Linked DNA regions of Rattus norvegicus: region 1 is linked to region 2. Evidence: chromatin contacts called from public Hi-C data. All regions are on one chromosome and are shown on one strand. The core of a region is the stretch at or near the end of the contact, and the rest is flanking DNA. Distances in the headings are between cores, read along the strand shown.

Region 1 (4,874 bases), core at 1,967-4,466, 740 kb before region 2:
GCAGTAAAATCCCATGTCAAATCCCCCCAAGACCTCAGAGAGTAAAGGGCAGAGCTAACACCGTGCAGCCCACATTCATCCTACAGCTCCAGCCACACGTTTATTCTCTCTCCCACTGCAAAGTGATCTTCAGATAGAACCTAAGCAAAGATGCTTTGAAGGCATCCCAGAACTCTGTGCAGGGGCTCCCTGTGTTCAAGTGGAAGGGACAGGTCCTGCATTAGGAGAAAGATGAGCACACTCATTGAAATAGGACCCAAATTATACATAAGTCTAGGAACATTTTTTCCTATATCATAGACATTTTACCTGACAATATCTACATATTTGAATGTTCTCAACCCTCTCAAACAAAAAGATTGCAGGTAGCAAAATTAATCCTATGTTTGTTACACTACATATATTTTGGTTTAATATTGTAAAGATTTCAGTTTCTTCTTAGATATGGGCAAATACTATTGACTTTTTCTAGATGAAAATCCCCTGATGTATATATTTCCTCTTCATTTCTATCATATTTTCAAAGAAAAAAAAATTGTACCTACATCTTAAAGCACAATTCATGTGATAAGGTAGACTAATTACTGAATGGAAGCTTGCCCCTTCCAGTCAGCTTCCCTGCCTACTCACTGGTTTTGGACATTCACTGCCTAACAGAGAGAGAAAACAAACTTTGTGGGTTGGTTTGTCTGTCTGGGACAGTCTCCCTACGTGATGTAAATCAGCCTGGAACATAAGACCCTCCTACCTCGGCCTGCCAAGTGATGGGATACAGGCCTGACTATAAAATACTATTTTTAAGGATGAAATACATTTTAGAAGTGAAGATCATACTGAAACAACAGGATAGGATCATATAACAAAGATGTGACTGTATAACTGAGACAACAAAGGAATAATTATATAGACAGGAAAAACCATGTCAGTTTGCAAGGGCGTGAAACAAAGAATGTGCTCATGTGCTAAGACAAATGTATACCAATCACTTAAGGGAGTGGTGGCGGGATGCTGTTAATATTGAAAAAATAATCTATTGACATTGAAAAAAAATATTCCCAAGTGCTACTGAGTCATCAGTTCCTCTTGGATCTTTACCAAACCAGAATTCATGCTTAATGTTCACTAAAAGACATATATAATATAACCATCAACGCAGTGTCCATTACAGGAAAAATGAGAGCCTCTAAATGGCCCATCCACAGAATAGGTTACAGTCTATCCAGGCAATGAGTCTATAGAGCAATGAGACTGCATGATGGACCAGCACTAGCCACCATGGACAGACTCAGGCAGAATGCTAAGCTCTATGCACTTCTTTTAATGAGAGCTTCAGACTTTCGACAGGACTGCTGTGGGTGGTCCAAAGTGTCCATAATGTAGATGGGGCAGGAGGATGACAGCAGTGACTGCAGGCATGGGGAAGGGGGCTTCCTGGGGACTGGTCCTGTCCTGTGTCTTTGTACAGGTGTTGGCTATATGGTCGCACAGCTCGTGAAGTCCCGTTGGTACCTCTGCATAAGGTCAGTTTTCTATACCACTCTATACTTGGTATCTATGGTTTTGTTAAAGGATAAAACTGCAACAAAAGTCCCAAGGTGGGGACTCTGAAGAGAAGTGGGGAGGGGACAATCGGGGGAGGGATTTGTAAGGGCAGGACTGGGAGAAGAAGAGGAAGGGAAGCTTCGATTGGGATATAATGCAAATAAAAAAATAAATTATGAAGAGAAAACTGCAATGAGATTGACCATGAAATCCCCTTAGGAACAGCAGCCTGTGTTTCTCCTCTTGATGGCCACGTTCACGTTCTGATGGCCCCTGTCACATGCAGCTCGTGTTGTCTGCACAACAACTCATTCATCTGGCAACCCAGACTGGGAGCTTACTCCACCCTAGAGGAGGGATGTCCGCCTGTACGCCTACAGCCCCGAGAAGGCCCGTGCCTGTCCCTGCGCAGTTCTGGGAGTTCAGAGGAAATAAACAGTAAGCCCGTAATTACACCAGGGTGAGGGATGTGTTAAGTGGTGTCTTTGTAGTTCGTGATGGGAACACAGAAGCTCAAGGACGGTGGATGGAGAAAGGGGGTGGAGAAAGTCTAGTCCACCTGAGGGCAGAAGGTCATACAGAGGGGAAAAATAGACAGAATCCAAAGGAAAACACAGTTTCAGAACACAGTCAGAGATGGGATCCCGAGGCTACAGGCTCTTGCTCAGGGCTCAGCAGGAACTGGATGGGGACTAGAGGCAGGAGTGGGAGGAAGGCAGGATTGTGATCTGCCTGGAAGGACTTCATCCTGAAGGACAGAAGACGACCATTCAGCTGAAAGGTGGTAGGCTATACCATGAAGTCCTGAAAATGACATCAAAGGCAGCGAGGTCAGTTAAAAGGCTTGAAGACACAGTCCAAACCACGGTGAGCATCTGAACTAAGGTGGAGGCCACAGGAATGGAGAAGAGGGGGTCAATCAAGAGACACTGGGGAGATGGTTCACCCAGATGAGCTGCCTGGCAGAGACACTGATCTCCAGCAGAACTGTGGCTTTAACCTTGGAACCTAATGGAAGAGTGAACTGGGGCTAATTAATCTAATGGCCCCTATCGGCATCAACATCCACATGATTAGCATGCAAAGGCTAAGTGTGGCAGCCGGTGTGACAAAGCACTAGCATTTCTTTCAACAGTCACTTGCCTCCTCTCTGTTACCAGGCTACCAGTGACCATTTGGCTCACATGGCTCCTTCCTAATCTGTAGGCTCACTCTTTCCCTCCCCCACAGCATCCTATCCTGTATACCATATCCCTCAAGGTGCATATTTAACAAGGTACTGCTAATTAGTATTCTCTGCTTATTACCCACCAAGGGCACAGAAATATTTACATAATTTATACCCAGTCTCTTTTTTTTTCCACAAGCAAATTAAAGGCTAAGTAACATGTACTTTTCCTGCCTGGTGTAGTTTCCCTTGATGAACTCCAATGAAGTCCATAAAGGAGATCGCACACAAGATTGATTTCACCTCGCCTAGGACAAAGACAGACGCTGGCAGGTCTGTGACTTCTCTATCCAATCTTCCCCGGCATATGGAAGACAGTAAGCAAACCCCTACCCAGATATGATTCTACTTTGAATGTCTTTAACGTTATGGGGGGGGGGGGGGGGGGAACAGCCTTATGGGTTAATAATATACTTGTCCACTAGAGGTCTCCAGATACCAGAGATACTGTCTTCCCAGTGAGAAAAAAATTTCTGTTGTTTTTGTCCCTCTGGTTTTCTTTCTCCTTCCTCTTCCTCCTTCTCTTTTCCCCACACCCTTCCTCAAGTGTTTGTTTCTAACCTGCTCCTAAGGCCCAGGCCTTGCTTCAGGTGAGCAATTCTCCTCCTAACTTAACTTCTTTCTGCAGCCTGGCCCGCAGACCTCAGAGCAACACCCTCTTGGAGATGGTCAGAACACCAAACGTGATCTTTAACTCTCTACCCACCAAATCTGTCTCCACAACCTGTTTAGGAATCAAGCCACATCTTGCTCCCGCCTCTACCTGGTACCCTCTTACCTGGACACCAGGGCAACTCATCTGTTTCTGCTTCTGCCTCTACAATCAATTTTGAACATGGCAGATAAATAACACCTTGTAAAACGCAGAGGTGGAAACAGGACAGCACTCTGCTCAGAGTTGTTATTCATTCAGAATAAAGCAAGGAGTTCTATAGTAGCAGGCAAGGCCCACTAACTGCTTGCCTTCTATGTCCCTGACCTTAATTCCTTCAGGGTTATTCTTCTGTCATTTCTGTCTCTCTGTCGTCCTTTTGGCTCCCCAAGCCCTACCAGAAATGTTTCCCCAGGGGCCCGTGCTTGTCTCTGAAACTATTCTCTGCATGGCTCCTCTCTCACATCCTTCAGGTGTGGGCTCGGAGGTTACCTTCGATTGCTGATAGAGGCCTCTCTATTTGGAGGTTCCCAATCCTCTTGCTTTTACTCTGTTTCTTTTTTTACCCCATGGTACAAACTTTCCAATGTATCAGAAAAGGTGCCCAGGTAATACTCTGCTGTTGCTTTTGGCTGCAGTGGTGGTGGTGGTGGTGGTGGTGGTGGTGGTGGTGGTGGTGGTGGTGGTGGTGTTTTTTGTATTGTTTTGTTTTGTTTCGTTTTGTTTTGTTTCTTCTTTCATTTCTGCATCCCAAGCACCTGTGAGCTACACAGCACATACAGGGGACTGCAGAAATACTTGGTGAGCACTTGTCAAAAGAATGTATTACTGCATTCCATGTGCCTCTTCCAGCCAGAGCTTCTCTAACAGAAACAAACTATTCTGTGACTAAGTAGCCTGACAAAAAGCAACTTAGAGAAGGAAAAAAGCATTCATTTAGCTTAGAATGCCAGGCTATGGTCCCCCACTGCAGGAAAGACAAGGCAGGAAATTAAGCTAACACAACCACAGTCAAGAGCAGGAAGGGAATACCACAGGGACCCTTGCTCCCTCTCAGCTAGCTTTCTTCCCTCGTAGGCTTCAGGATGCCCTTCCTAGGAAGTGGTACCACCCAGCATGGGCTGTGCCTTCCTCCAATCCAAACAGTCCCTCAAAGATATGCCTATAGGCCAAACCGATCAGGATAAGTCCTCGAGAAGATTCTCTCCCCAGTGAATGATGGCTGACATCAAGTTGACAGTCAAAGCTGATCACCTCAATCACTCAGTATTTCCCTGTGGATCCACTGCTGGCTTCCAGTCTGCTCGGTAGACAGGGTGGCCAGCATACACCATGAACCAAGGAGCTCTCTTGCCACTGCCTCCTGCTTGGGCTGAGTCTAGGGGAGATACTTTCTGGGAGAGTAGAGGCTAGAGAACAATGATATCAGGATCTGTAGTACTCAGGCTCTTC
Region 2 (5,174 bases), core at 1,408-3,907:
CACTTGAGAGGCAGAAATAGGAGGACTTCTGCACACTGGAAGCCAGCCTGATGTACAGTGTGAACTCCACTCTAGCTATGGCTGTATTTCTGGTCCTTATCTCAAAAAGGCAAAATTAAGCAAATATGTAAAGAAATCCAGGCACAAAATACTATGTTTTGTTTATCTGATGCTCTAGAAAAAAGAAAAAGTGTAAATAAATATTTTCAACAAAAGCTTTTTGGTAGAAAAGCTTTTTTCTGTTTAATTTCCTAATTGTCCCTTTTACCAAGTTTTAAAAAGAATAGTTTCTAAGGTACTGATTTATAAATACTTTTTATGAGATGTGCCAATAAGTTCAGATTTGTAAAAATTAATAGTCAGTGATGTCTTTGAACACTATTTTAATCCTTAAGCTAATTATAGTAATAATTTAATGCTGTAAACTAAATATATATAAAGCCAATATATTTTGAACTGCAGAAATGGTTTATATTTGATTTTAATCAAGTACAAATTTCAACATTGAACAATTATTTATAAGTATATTAATAAATTACTATTGCAAATATACATCCTCCAACAGCGTTTTAAACACTGCTATTACTGCAATTGAAAGCACTTTATCTTTATCTTTATTTTAGAAGCTCTAATGTGCTCTTGAAAAATGAGATCTCCTAAAACTTACCAAATAGCATTTTTTAAGCCCTTCAATAAAGAACATTGAAATGAAATTTTTAGTTTCTTTTTTAAGAAAGGAAGGAAGGAAGAAAATGTTCCTTTTATCTTTAGAAAAGAATACTAAAACAAATTATCTTTGAGACAGGTAAATATTCAGGTAAAAACACTTAGTTCAGTGTCTCCTTAAGAGGAACACAAACCAGTTCACTATCTCTAGAAACTTCTCAGATCACGGTTGTGTGAAAACTTCAAAATATATAAAGCATGTTTGTCACCTGTGATAAAGTCAAAAGGTCATTTCAACTTCACAGTGAAACCACTCTAATATAGCTTGTAATGACACAGCTCCATCTAAGACACACAGTATTCCTTAGTAGTCAGAAGCCAGAAAGAACTGTATGGTTTGCAAAACTTTAAACGTGGGAAGTGAATTCAAATGTGGTCAATAAGGCAGACATTTAAATGCTCAGATAGCGCCCTGTAATTGAGGACACAACACATGAAGATACAGGATTTGGAGTTTGCCCTTCTGGGTTTTGGACTTGCTCTGTTCCAGTGTTTCCTCACTCTATTCCCATTCCTCACTTTTCAAAAGATAATGTATATTCTGTGCCATTGTGTGTTGGAATTATACAACTTGCTTTTTAAATTTTATGGTGGTCAGAGTTAAGAGATTGCCGTGAGTCTCAGAAAAGACTTCATTGAGACGTCTGAGGAGTGCTGAGTAGTAAGGAGTGTTGGGCAGGTTCGACTCCCTCTGTGGCGCTCTCTTTGGCAGATGCCTTATGACTCTTGCATCTTTATTGCCTTTGGGTCCCCACTGTAACCAAGAGGTGTGTGGAAGCCATGTAGAATAAGTGCATTTTCTACCATCACAGCTTTAGTGGTGGCCTTTCGGAGCCTTCCTGCAGCACCTCCAACACTGCCACACGTTCCCTGGCCTTGGTGGCTCTGAAGCCACAGAGGAAGAATCCCCAACACATCTTCACTGTGTTCACAACTCCAAAGCCGGTCCCATGTGGATGCCACTACTAAGTTGAGAGCCAGCTTAGGGTCTACTCTCACCCCTCGAATCACATTTGCAGCAGCTTCTCTTTTTTAATATTTTTAAAAATATGTGTGGATGTTATGCATGCATATATGTCTATGTAATATATGCATGCATTCCCTGCACAAGATGACGTCAGATCCTGTGGAACTGGAATTACAGATGGTTGTTAGTTATTATGTGGGGTCTAGGAACTGAACCCGTGTCCTATGCCAGAGCATCACTCTTAACCAGTGAATCATCCCTCCAGTCCTGGTAGCTTTTTTAAAATCCAGTTCCTCTTAGGCCTCATCCTTTTACAAGTTGAAAACTTAACTGACAAGGGGCCTCTCCTTAACTGTGCTAATTTCCGTAACAATTACAGACTTTTTCAGCACTTGCCTTGGCTGTAAAATCAAACTGCTTACTCTATGTTCTTTTTCTCTTTGAACTGTTACTTTCTGGTGTGTTTGTTTGTTTGTTTGTTTGTTTGTTTGTTTGCTCTACTTCATCTCAGGGCACAGGTAGAAAACAGCCATTTTCTTTGCCAAAATATAACATGAATGGCCTCTAGCTCTACTGCTGATAAAGTCTTTGTTTCCCTCGTAAACCTCTTGAGCAGGGCCCCAACAGTCCACACTACTCTCAGCACCGCCTGTCTTCCAGGTTTCTACTGGAACAGCACATTAAGCTCTGCTTACAGCATTCAATTGCTTTTCTAGTTCAAAGTTCTAGTCTTCCACATTTCTCAAAATATCAACATGTTTAGGGTGTTCACATACTCACTGGCATTAGCTTCTTAGTAAGTTATTAGTAACTTGTTTCTGCTGTTATAAAATACCATGACCAAGGCCACTTATAAAAGGGAGAATTTATTTGGCTTATGACTTCAGAGGAACAGTAATATCCATAACAGCAGCAGGTGGCCAGAGCAAGAAGCCAAGACGTCAATCATGTCTTCAACTGCAAGCACAAAGCAGGCAGAGTGAACTGGAAGTTCACTGCCATTGCTGTACTTCCTGCTGCAAGGCCACACTAGCTCCCCAGACAGCACCATTAACTCAGAGGGAAAAGTGCACAAACACATGAGCCTGTGGGATATGTCTGATTCCAACCACCACAGGCCTAGAGACAGATACTCAGAGAGGAAGACATTGGATGTGTTAGAGAGTGATTGCCTAATTCCTGCTTTTTCTTTATATTTTACCAGAAGATTCAGCAAGAGAAAGACTATTGCTTAAAGATGTATTCTTTGTCACTTTTTTTGGGGTAAGAAAATCTGAAGTGACTGTGAAGGTGATGGCCATGACTACGATTATATTTAGATGACTGACATGGCAACAGAGCGTTTGGATTTTGACATACCAGTGATAGTAGAGAGATTAGATATATAGTCCAAATGGGGAAAACAAGGTCTAAAAGTCATAGATTAGTTGTAGGTAGAACTCCCTTATTGGATTTTGCGAACTGATTGGCTCTTATTAAAATAAGAGATTTTCTTGAGGCAACCGTCCTTGATAACATATGTTATTAGCAAGATTAAGAATGCTCTAAGGAAGCTTCCAGGGACTAAGCCACTACCCAAAGACTATACATGGACTGATCCTGGGCTCCAACCTCATAGGTAGCAATGAATAGCCTAGTAAGAGCACCAGTGGAAGGGGAAGCCCTTGGTCCTGCTAAGACTGAACCCCCAGTCAACGTGATTGTTGCGGGGAGGGCGGCAATGGGGGGAGGATGTGGAGGGGAACACCCATAAAGAAGGGGAGGGGGAGGGATTAGGGGGATGTTTGCCCGGAAACCGGGAAAGGGAATAACACTCGAAATATAAATAAGAAATACTCAAGTTAATTAAAAAAAAAAAAGAATGCTCTAAGGAAAGCTGATGAAGCATAGAGATGTGATGTTGATCAGGAAAAAGGCCTGATCATTTGGGAAAGTACAGCAAAGACTTGCAAATCTGCAGTCAAGTATAGTTCAGATTTTCTAAACTAACAATCCAAACTTGTGTCCCTTCCCAACTTCTGAGTATCTTATTTTGTAAGCTATTTTTGCTTAAGAGCACAAATAATTTACTCATTCAAAATACATTTGTATTTCAAATACTGTGCAATAGCTTATCTAAAATGCATTAAAACTACCCTATACACACAATTTTAAAATGTGATTTATTAATAAAATTCACTTTTAAAAAAATCATTTACTTAAAATATATATACACACTATAGTTTCAGAGTCCATTATTCCAACTGGTAGGCAGGTAGCTGAGAGCTGTATCTGGATCCTTCGTTAGAGACACTGAGCTTGGCAAGGGCTTTTGAAACTTCAGTGTGGCACTCTTCCCCTAAGAAGACTACCCCTCCTAATCCTTTCATATACAGCCATTCCCTGGTGACTACACATTCAAATATATAAGCCTGTGGGGACCATTCTTATTCAAACCACCACACCTCACATGGATGTGCCTTGCAGTCTAGGGTACTACATGCATACAAATGATACACTATGCAGCCAGGCTTCCCATTTAAACCACAATTTAAAACAGACACTGGGTAGTGGGCTCATCATGGACCTCGTTTCTTTCTCCTGAGATGGAGCCCGCATTTCTCTCAGCAGCTCTCATTTGATGTAACAACTAGACCTAGAAAAATGACTTTTATGTGCTGCTCTGCCTTAAAAAATAACACCCTGCGAAAGACCCCTTCCTCTTAGGCCCCTCCAACAAATTTGGTTAACAATTCTCTCACCTTTTGGATGCAAAATGTCCCCCCACAGGCTAACGTGTTTGAACACTTGCTGCTGTTTTTGAGAGATTGAGGAACCTTTAGGAGGTAGAGCCTACCCGGAGGAAGTGTGTCACCAGGGTAGTAAGCCTTGAGTTTTCTAGTCCAGCCCCACTTGTATTATGTGTCTGCTTCCTGGTCCACTGAGACCAAGCAGCTATGCAGAGTCCCATCACCACAGAGCACCATGGCTGTCAGTTCCACAGGGTGGCTTGAAACCACTCGTACCATGAACCAAAAAGAAAACTTTCTTCCCCTAAGTTGCTTCTTGTTGGGTATTTTGTTACAGTGATGGAAAATGCAACTAATATAATTTCCCCCCAAGCTGTCAGCACATTGCCATGTTTCTCCTGTGTCATCCCAACCACGGTTGTAATTAATGTCTGCCTTCTACCTAAAGTAGAAATTCCATGAAAACATGCAACACATGTAACTTGCATGGAGGGTTTAGTATAATGCCTACTACACAGGAGAACAATAAATATGTGGAGTAAGTAAATGTAAAATGAAGAAATGAAATCACATAACTTTGAACTGTTAAGTGAATGAATCTGTTTCTGTTTTATTTAGTTGAATTAAATGAAGAAAAGCACAAAGAACTAATGGCAAAGAAGGAGATGGAAATATCAGAGTTAAATGCAACGTTGAAAACTCAGGAGAAGGAAAAGAGAAATGAAATACTTAGACTACATATAGAAGTAGGT

What was found. A called contact is a pair of places that touch in the nucleus more often than the background predicts.
Region 1: a contact with region 2 is called in a Hi-C map of hepatocytes, with 4 times the contacts expected there. The contact joins two enhancer-like sites. A contact is called at or near these places in 7 of 12 Hi-C or Micro-C datasets (frontal cortex, hepatocytes, kidney and 3 more).

Annotation. Positions count from the first base shown.
Region 1 is chr2:54,978,888-54,983,761 of GRCr8, reverse strand. The region is part of intron 3 of Oxct1 (3-oxoacid CoA transferase 1); the gene reads right to left. Among named protein-coding and RNA genes, the nearest start is that of Oxct1, 17 kb to the right of the region's middle. Within about 2 kb of position 3,216, at least 15 of the 93 cell types and tissues checked have an H3K27ac peak or open chromatin away from gene starts, as enhancers often do.
Region 2 is chr2:54,238,959-54,244,132 of GRCr8, reverse strand. Ccdc152 (coiled-coil domain containing 152) reads left to right here. Exons shown (of 8, transcript NM_001191959.1): 6 at 5,041-5,168. Among named protein-coding and RNA genes, the nearest start is that of Selenop, 16 kb to the right of the region's middle. Within about 2 kb of position 2,657, at least 2 of the 93 cell types and tissues checked have an H3K27ac peak or open chromatin away from gene starts, as enhancers often do.